Linked DNA regions of Bicyclus anynana: region 2 is linked to region 1. Evidence: chromatin contacts called from public Hi-C data. All regions are on one chromosome and are shown on one strand. The core of a region is the stretch at or near the end of the contact, and the rest is flanking DNA. Distances in the headings are between cores, read along the strand shown. Region 1 holds the start of LOC112048080 (transcription factor Adf-1-like). Region 2 holds the start of LOC112053265.

Region 1 (4,185 bases), core at 674-3,173:
CTTGAAACAACTATTCAAAAATAATTACCAAAGGTATATAAAAATCTTAATAATAATCAACGGTTAAGTAGTTTTTCAGCACATGGTATGACTAAACTGAAGGTAGGTATTTTTGTATTTTGTACAAAAATCAATATAACTTAAAAACCGTAAAATTTCGGCAAAATATATTTTTGCCGAAATTTTAGTAGGTAGTTTTAGTATTTACGGGACAACCTGTATAGGTATCGATATGTGGGAAACAGTAGAAACATTTTGAGGTGTAGTGGAGTATCACGCGGTATGAATTTCATTTTCTTAATGACGGCTTATTTTCATCAAAATTCCATACTTCGCCACTGCTAGCTGGTAGATCTAGATAGGTATGCGCCGAGCCCGCCCTGACATTGTAACACATTGAACTGCGCAGCTACCTACCCATTATAATTTCTAACCCCGCTGGGTTATCTGGTTATGCTTTCGCGCACAGTCATACGCTACGTCTAGTGTATTCGGAATCGAAGTTTGGCGCCTTAGATTAATAACCTATAGACCTGCAACACCTAACAAACACTCCAAACGTAAGCCACTTGTGAGCGTAAGGCCTAGTTCGAACTACTTTAGTATTTTATTCAAGTACAAACGATTTTTGGGCATTAAATCCAAAAATTGCTCGTACTCGACTCGACAGAAATTACTTATTACTAAATCCAAAAATTGTTCGTATGTTAATGCGTCAAATGCCCCGATTTCGGGGCACATAAAACAGCTTACGAATCCGGGGACAACACACTATCTAGGTATGTGTTTATCCATGTTTGGCGCATATTAAACCGTTGTATAATAATAAAGTGTTCTGCAGTAGGTATTATCGTACAAAATACTGGGTATTTTTGTATGAATTTAGTATCAATCAACTTGTTTTTAAAATGTTTTTTTATTTGAAAAACTTACCAGACACATTGAGAGTTTCTTGAACATCTTTCCACGCGTTATCTCGTAGTTTCGTTTTGTTAAACCCACTGACCGTTTTGTCGTACAGAATCGGTCGTCTCTCCACTTCCCTTATCAAATCGATCTCGTTCATTCTATAGGCGACTCGTGAACGAACTTATGAACTGAATTTTTTGAACTAAACTCGGAACTTTTGAACTCGGCTCAAACCGAATACGGATAAAACTGGATTAAACTAATTTACACTTAATTCGCTATTGCAGGTAATTAGGTTAAGGCATGTTTTTTTATTAAATTTAGTTATTTATCCTATTTCAGTTATTTGGAAGATCAATGGAAAACTTAACAATGTACCTATAATTGTATCTAAGGCACATTTGATTTATTAATCTAATAAAATAATATGAATTAACTTTTTTAACTTAATTATTTTTTTTACACTGTCACATCAAATAAAGATGTTTTGTTACTTAAACCACATGAATGAGGATAATTAGATGAGGTCGCGTACGTAAATACGTGTTTTATTGTTAGTATTGGCGGAGGGTGTGTGAGGGTGCCGAGGGATGGCGCGGAGTGCCGTGCGGGGCGCGCGGGGCGTGCGGTCCGCGCGCGCCGTGCGTATCGAGCGGCGCGGCGCGGTGACGCAGTGGGACGATGCCACGAACTACGGCACGGCGAAACCACAGTAAAAATATATACAAGCAGTATTGTAACTCGGCCGTATTTTTTAAATAAATACATACAGCCGCGCGGTATGTAAACATGTAGGGCTGCCCGCCTCCAGGATTTTAATTACATTTGCCAACTTTGTGTTTCCATTTAATAATTAAATAATTTGTGTGTTTAGTGATTGTAAATATACTTTTTTTATATAAACAAATTAAATACTTTGTAAATTGTAGTAAAATAGGATCAGTGATCAATAAAATGCGTGTTGTTTTTTGATTGGTAGATTTAAATATGGCTGATACTAATCAATGACCTTGAAGGATAGGTCGTATTCATATGTTTATTTTAGTGATGCCATCTAGGTATTACCTCCACACTACGTGACCGTATAATAAAAAAACCGGTCAAGTGCGAGTCGGGCCACGCGCAGTGTAGGGTTCCGTAGATTATGTTAGCACTTTAATCCCTTATGTAATGCACAAAAATGCCGATAACGATACCCCACACTAAAGAATAGACGATAAAAAATTCAGCCTTCCTGGCACAGTCTGCACCCCACGCACGCCCCGAGTTCGAGATGTGTAGGTATAGCTCGCGTTTCGATTTCTAGTATGAAGTCAAACTACTGCTTGTATATATTTTTACTGTGACGAAACCCTATCGACGCTTGTTAGGGTTCGGTAACCAAAGGATAAGAACCCTATTACTAAGACTCCGCTGTCCGTCCGTCTGTTAACAGTCTCTCATGAATCGTTTTAGTATACTACTACTACTACTATACTAGTTTTAGGTTTAAGTATACTTTTCATCACGCTACGATCAATAAGAGCAGAGCAGTAAAGGGAAATATTGGGAAAACGGGAGAAGTTACTCCATTTTTACCAGTGATACTACTGTAAGGGCTGGAGTAAGGGCGGACGAAGTCGCGGGCGTCCGCTATAATATATTATCAATAAATAGTTTAGATAGACAATTAGTTTTATTTACCTCATATTCAAAATGAAAAGTAGAGTGTTAAACACGGCTAAAAGAATCCAATTCCTACTCGGACTATAGCCGTCCTCGCTACGCTCCTGCGTCTAAATACCTCGGGAATTGAGTCTTTCCACCTACGTTAACAATCTACTATTTTTTTCGTTCTAGTCGTTCTCTGGCTCTTATTCTGAGAGGAGACTCGGGCTCAACAGTGAGCCTGAGCCATAGTTTATTGACACTGAATCTGAAAGTTACTGCCATCTGTTGAGACGTTTTTGCCAACTTTGTTAAAAAGTTTTGGATCCAAGATCTAGGTGGCCTGTATTTAGCCTGTCTGTGTCCTCCTGGCCCATTTTCATCACAGACGACAAATTAAGAATGAAGATTATTATTTATGATGCTTTGTCATAGTCTGTGGCCAAAGAGTAAATTAACATATAGGGGATTGGATTTTTGGCGGGAATCGAGAAGCGCGCTTTTAAAATTGAAAATTTTAATTTAAAACTTTTTCAGTAATATACGTGTGAAATAAAGTGTACAAATGTAAATTAAATCAGGCAAAATGCCGTCAGACAGTGATGGTGATGCCTACGAAAGGCTAGACAGAAAAAAACGTAAAGTGCATAAGTCTGGTGAGGACGAGAGTTTAAAATATAAACCCTATATAAAGGCAGGTTATAGCAGAGCCTACACGGATAATAGCACTAACGCGGAATTCCCAGTGTTTGTGGAAAGCAGTGAGGCGGAAATTAAATTGGGGAACAAAAACCCATTAGTTGTGTCCAAATACTTTAAACAAGTAAAAGGTATCTATGAGAGCAGGCGCATTAATGCTAACAAAATAATGTTAGTATTCAAACAAGCAACAGCAGCCAATGATTTTCTCAAACATGAATGCCTAACGGTTTACAATCTTCGTGCCTTCATCCCGGCATCTTCTGTGGAGAGGGTGGGGGTTGTCAGGTTTATACCTAAAGAGTCCAGTAACCATGAACTATTTAATAAACTTTCTTCAGAGTGTGAGATTATTGGTGTAAGACGATTCATGAAAAAGGTTGTAGACGATGTTGTTCCTTTGTCAACTATTAGTGTAATTTTTGCAGGAACAACTTTACCACAATATATATATTTAGACAATTGGCGTTATAAGGTCTATACATATATTCCTCCGCTAATGCAATGTTTCAAGTGTATGAGATTTAATCACTATGGGAAAATATGCAAAAATATACAGGTCTGTTCACGCTGTGCTGGTGAACACCACTACAAAGCATGCACGGCTGATACATTGAAGTGCAGTAATTGTGGTGGAGCTCACTTAGCCATATCCAAAACTTGCCCTATAAAGGCAGCGAGATTAGAAAAAAATAAACAATCTTATGCTAAGGTAATTGAAATTAATAGTGTTAATTTTCCTACTCTCCCGAAGCCTCAACAAATACAGCAAAAATTCCACCAATCTAAACTAGACACACAAGAAAATTTAGATATTTCTTATTCAGATATCATTAATAATAAAAAAATATTATCCGCAATAATTAATACATTAGTTACTATAGGAAACTCAAATGACATAAAAAGCACAAGTAAAATTAAAGAAGCATT
Region 2 (4,185 bases), core at 791-3,290, 200 kb before region 1:
CGTCAACTAGTATATTATAATATACCTACAGGGTGTCCCGTAACCCGTAATTAATGGATAAAACGCAAATGGAAGAAATACCACCTAATTATTATCTAAAACTAATTAGAATAGTTTTAAAAAATAAAATGGTGAACAAGTTATTTATTAAACTAAATAAATATTTACGGCCGTTTTCATTTTTTCAATAATTTTTAGTGAAATGGCGGATAGATAGGTCTATCCGCCATTTCACTTACTAAAGTTAAGCAAATCTATCTTTCTGTTCGTATCTGCTTTTCAATAACCTACTGACAGATAGCGCACCCTATCGAAGTTTATTATCTATCCTTAGGAGGACGGATAGGGTACTAGAGATACGAACTCTCTTTTTAACCGACTTCCAAAAAGGAGGAGGTTCTACGTTCGGCTGTATGTATGTTTTTTTTTTTTTTTTTTTTTTTTTTTTATGTATGTCCAGCGATAATTCCGTCAATTATGGACCGATTTTGAAAATTATTTTTTTGTTTTGTAGGGTTTACTTCCAGGGTGGTCCCATTTTTTTCATGTCAGGATCTGATGATGGCATCCTGGAGAAATTGAGGGGAACTTTCGAAAGTTGTAGAGACGGCTAGTGCGTTTGTTAGTGTTTCCATAAGGTATTTTAAACCACTACAATTTTATGAAGGTTTGGAGTAGGTCTGATGATGGAGCCGAAACACAGACGATGGAACTCGTCAAGGATTTACAGCAGTCACCTTTTGTTTGGGCTTGATTAATTTGTATTGATGAGTACTTTCCACCTATATGGGTTGTGACTGTATTAAGGGTCTGGTGATGAAGACGAGGGACAGTGAAGAGAACTCCTCGACGGTTCACAGTAGCTACCTTGTGTTTGGACTTGATAAATTTGTATTGATGAGAACTTTCCACCTAGATGGATTGTGACTGTATTAAGGGTCTGATGGTGAAGACGAGGAACAGTGAAGAGAACTCCTCGACGGCTCACAGTAGCTACCTTGTGTTTGGACTTGATAATTTTGTATTGATAAGAACTTTCGACTTAGATAGGTTGTGACTGTACACACGCAGTAGGTATGCTAACACTAAAAATAAAAAAATAAAAATTTTAATAAAAAAATTCAACCGACTTCCAACTCAAAAAATAACTTTAACTAAAAAGCAAAAAATAACATCCTAACTATGTGCTACCTTCTGATCAGTTTGAAGGCGGTGCCAAGCCAGTGTCGTGTTTTAATTAAAACTGTTTCTGAAAGAAACACATAAATTTTGTAGTTTAACCGTGTTTAATTAAAACATCACTGGCTTGGCACCGCCTTCAAACTGATCAGAAGGTAGCACATAGTTAGGATGTTATTTTTTGCTTTTTAGTTAAAGTTATTTTTTGAGTTGGAAGTCGGTTGAATTTTTTTATATATTATGAGTTCCGAGTTACTGTCTGATAGACGAAGCTACCGATAGTACCTAACGCCATTCGTTTATCCGTCAAAATTGATCGATAGGTCCTATCTACTATTTCGTGTTTTGAAAATTAGTATCTACTCGTAACAAATTAACATTGATTTATTATTACAAAATTAAAATGGATTGTTATAGCAGTGACGATAGCGATATGGAACTATTTCAACTAATAATAGATTGTGATGATGATAGTGATAGCGATACCGAAAGCATATTCGTAAAAAAAGAATTTAGAGAACGTGTGAATTATACAAGTATAATGTCTAAAAGGTAAGGTTTTAGGTTATCTTTAACCCAACTGCAAAAGAAGGGTTATGTTTTAATAATTTTAATAATAATAAATAATATTCGCAGATAGGTATCGTAGATAATAATTCTAATGTGCAAGAATCATCCATGGAAATTATTACGAAATAAATGGTTGTGACTTATTGTTATTGAGCACACTAAAATTGGCACTGGTATTTGCTGCCATCTGTTGAGACATTTTTGTCAATTCTGTCGAAATGTTTTAGATCCAAGGTCTAGATGGCCTGTAAGTCAAAAAATTGCTGTTGTAATAAGAAGTTGTTTATTAATGTTGTGCTTGTGTGTCTGTGTTTCTGAAATTCTGTTTCTATTTTCATGAGTTCAGTGTCAAATATATGTGAAGTAATAATAATAAATAAGTGCATGTAAATATTTTTATTTCGAGTGGAATACTAATAAATAATAAATAAGATTGAGAAGAACTTCTTCCGATAAAATAAATAAAATAACACGTAAAGTATAACAATTTTACTATCAATATCTGTACGCTAAATATTGTTGTGCCCAAAATAAAATTAACTAAACACCACGTATTTACCCCAACATTTGGGTTCAACCTATTGGTTTGAGGGTTCAACACATTTAGTAGTTTTAATTTTTTAATAGTTAAACTTAAGTTACTACATAAGTCAAAATGTAATGAAGTGAAGTGCGAGAAACAATCGGGGAATTGGAACTCATTTTGAAAACTTGATATGACAATGTTCTTCGATGCTTTGTATAAAAACAGGCATATTATGCAGGAGTTTGAAGATATAGAAGTGCACAAAACTAGTGTATCGGTATTTGTGGCTCTCTTTTATCTGGAGATGCTGTATGTTTTGCTTATGACTCTGTCTATATTGAATAGATTGAATCAGTTGACTTCATAAATTGAAATTTAAGTAAGTAATGTACATGTTCAGATTTCTACTTTGCCGTATTTCTGGTTAAAAACTGCCTCTTGGATAACTAACATTTTGCATGCACGAGATATTAGTTTTAGATTAATGAAATGTATATTTGCTTCCAAAATTTAATTTGGGCAATACCTGTATTTATCAATCTATTTCCCTTTCAATTAAATGTGAGTATTTAATGTTTTATTTTTATATACTAACAGAAGCTTGCCACTTCGTACTTTTAAAATTCTCACTAATAAACTGAACACACCATAGATTTTTTCAGTATAAAATGTCTAGATGTTCAATATCCTCCTCTATCTTCCAGGAAAAGATCCATTAAAATCAGTCCAGCCATTTTAAAGATTAAGATTAAAGCCCGGTTCAATTAATGTATTATGAATGCAATTTTGTGTAAAAATTGCCTGTAGCCTCTGCATGATCATCTTTTAGCATTAGTCATTTATGTTTTGGATTTACTCTGGATAATTTTCATTTATGGCAAGTGTTGTGTGGTAAATCTGTTTTGCATTGAATACAGATAATATAGGTACTCAGAGCCACAAATATCCGCCCACTTTGCCTCTGAGTATATATTTATCAAAACCACTATAGACAGTAGCTTGCCATAAACATTGCATCAATTGACAAATTTCATCTCCAACACAAGTTCTTCATAAATCCTCAGAGTGGGCAGTGTATTTGTGTACCATAAAGTGCACACCACTGTATAGATATGTTAAGTATAACCTTTTTTTAACCAAATTAATGATTTGTTTCAGTAAAACAAAAATGAATATATTGTATAACAGCGGAAATCTCGTTCATAGCAACGATAATGAAAAACTGTACCTAAACGATAAAGGTGTGTCAGTGAATAACTACCTACTGGAACAGCATCAAGTTGAGGCGCTTAGGTTCCTATTCGAACAATTTGACAAGGTAATTTTAAATTTAGTGAGATCTGCAAAAAAAAATTAAAAACCCTTCTTGAATATCTGCTAATTCTCAGTCCTAAGTTGGTTATGTTTACCTCCATATCTCAGCCCTCGTGAATATGAATAATTTACTAAGTTTAAGTATAATTTTTCAGAAATCCCCGGGAGCAGTGGTTAACTTTCCCCAGTCATGTGGCAAGGCGCACACAGTTGCTATCTTCTTGAATGCAGTGTCCAATAAACTGAAGGATCCGGTCTTAATCCTTTGTAAGGATATCTCGGAAATGAAGTATTGGAAAGAGATTCTAAATAAATGCTCTTCATATATTGATGGTAATCCTTCTATTATGACAATCCTTTTATGTCATGGCTAATCTCATGGTGAGATGTACCATGTACACAGGAGATATTATAGTACATAAGTGTGTGTGCAAGAACAGGTGCACTCTCTCTTCCCCTCACTCTCAAAATCTGATGGGACGGCAAACCGACACTTTAACTCCAGGCTGCTATTAAGATTTTCTTGTAAGAAAAATCCCATTAACCTATATATTTTTTGTTGGCCTGATCCAGGATTCAAACCCTAGACCTTTGTC

Evidence for each region. Hi-C and Micro-C count contacts between places; a contact is called where the count stands out from the background.
Region 2: a Hi-C map of whole body shows a contact between it and region 1, with 2.6 times the contacts expected there. The contact joins the promoter of LOC112053265 here to the promoter of LOC112048080 in region 1.

What each region holds. Positions count from the first base shown.
Region 1 is chr11:1,826,177-1,830,361 of ilBicAnyn1.1, reverse strand. LOC112048080 (transcription factor Adf-1-like) reads right to left here and starts at 1,923. Exons shown (of 3, transcript XM_024085451.2): 1 at 934-1,923. The coding sequence starts at 1,066.
Region 2 is chr11:2,025,379-2,029,563 of ilBicAnyn1.1, reverse strand. It overlaps LOC112053265, which reads left to right and starts at 2,040. Exons shown (of 7, transcript XM_052884491.1): 1 at 2,040-2,222; 2 at 3,434-3,593; 3 at 3,745-3,922. The coding sequence starts at 3,444.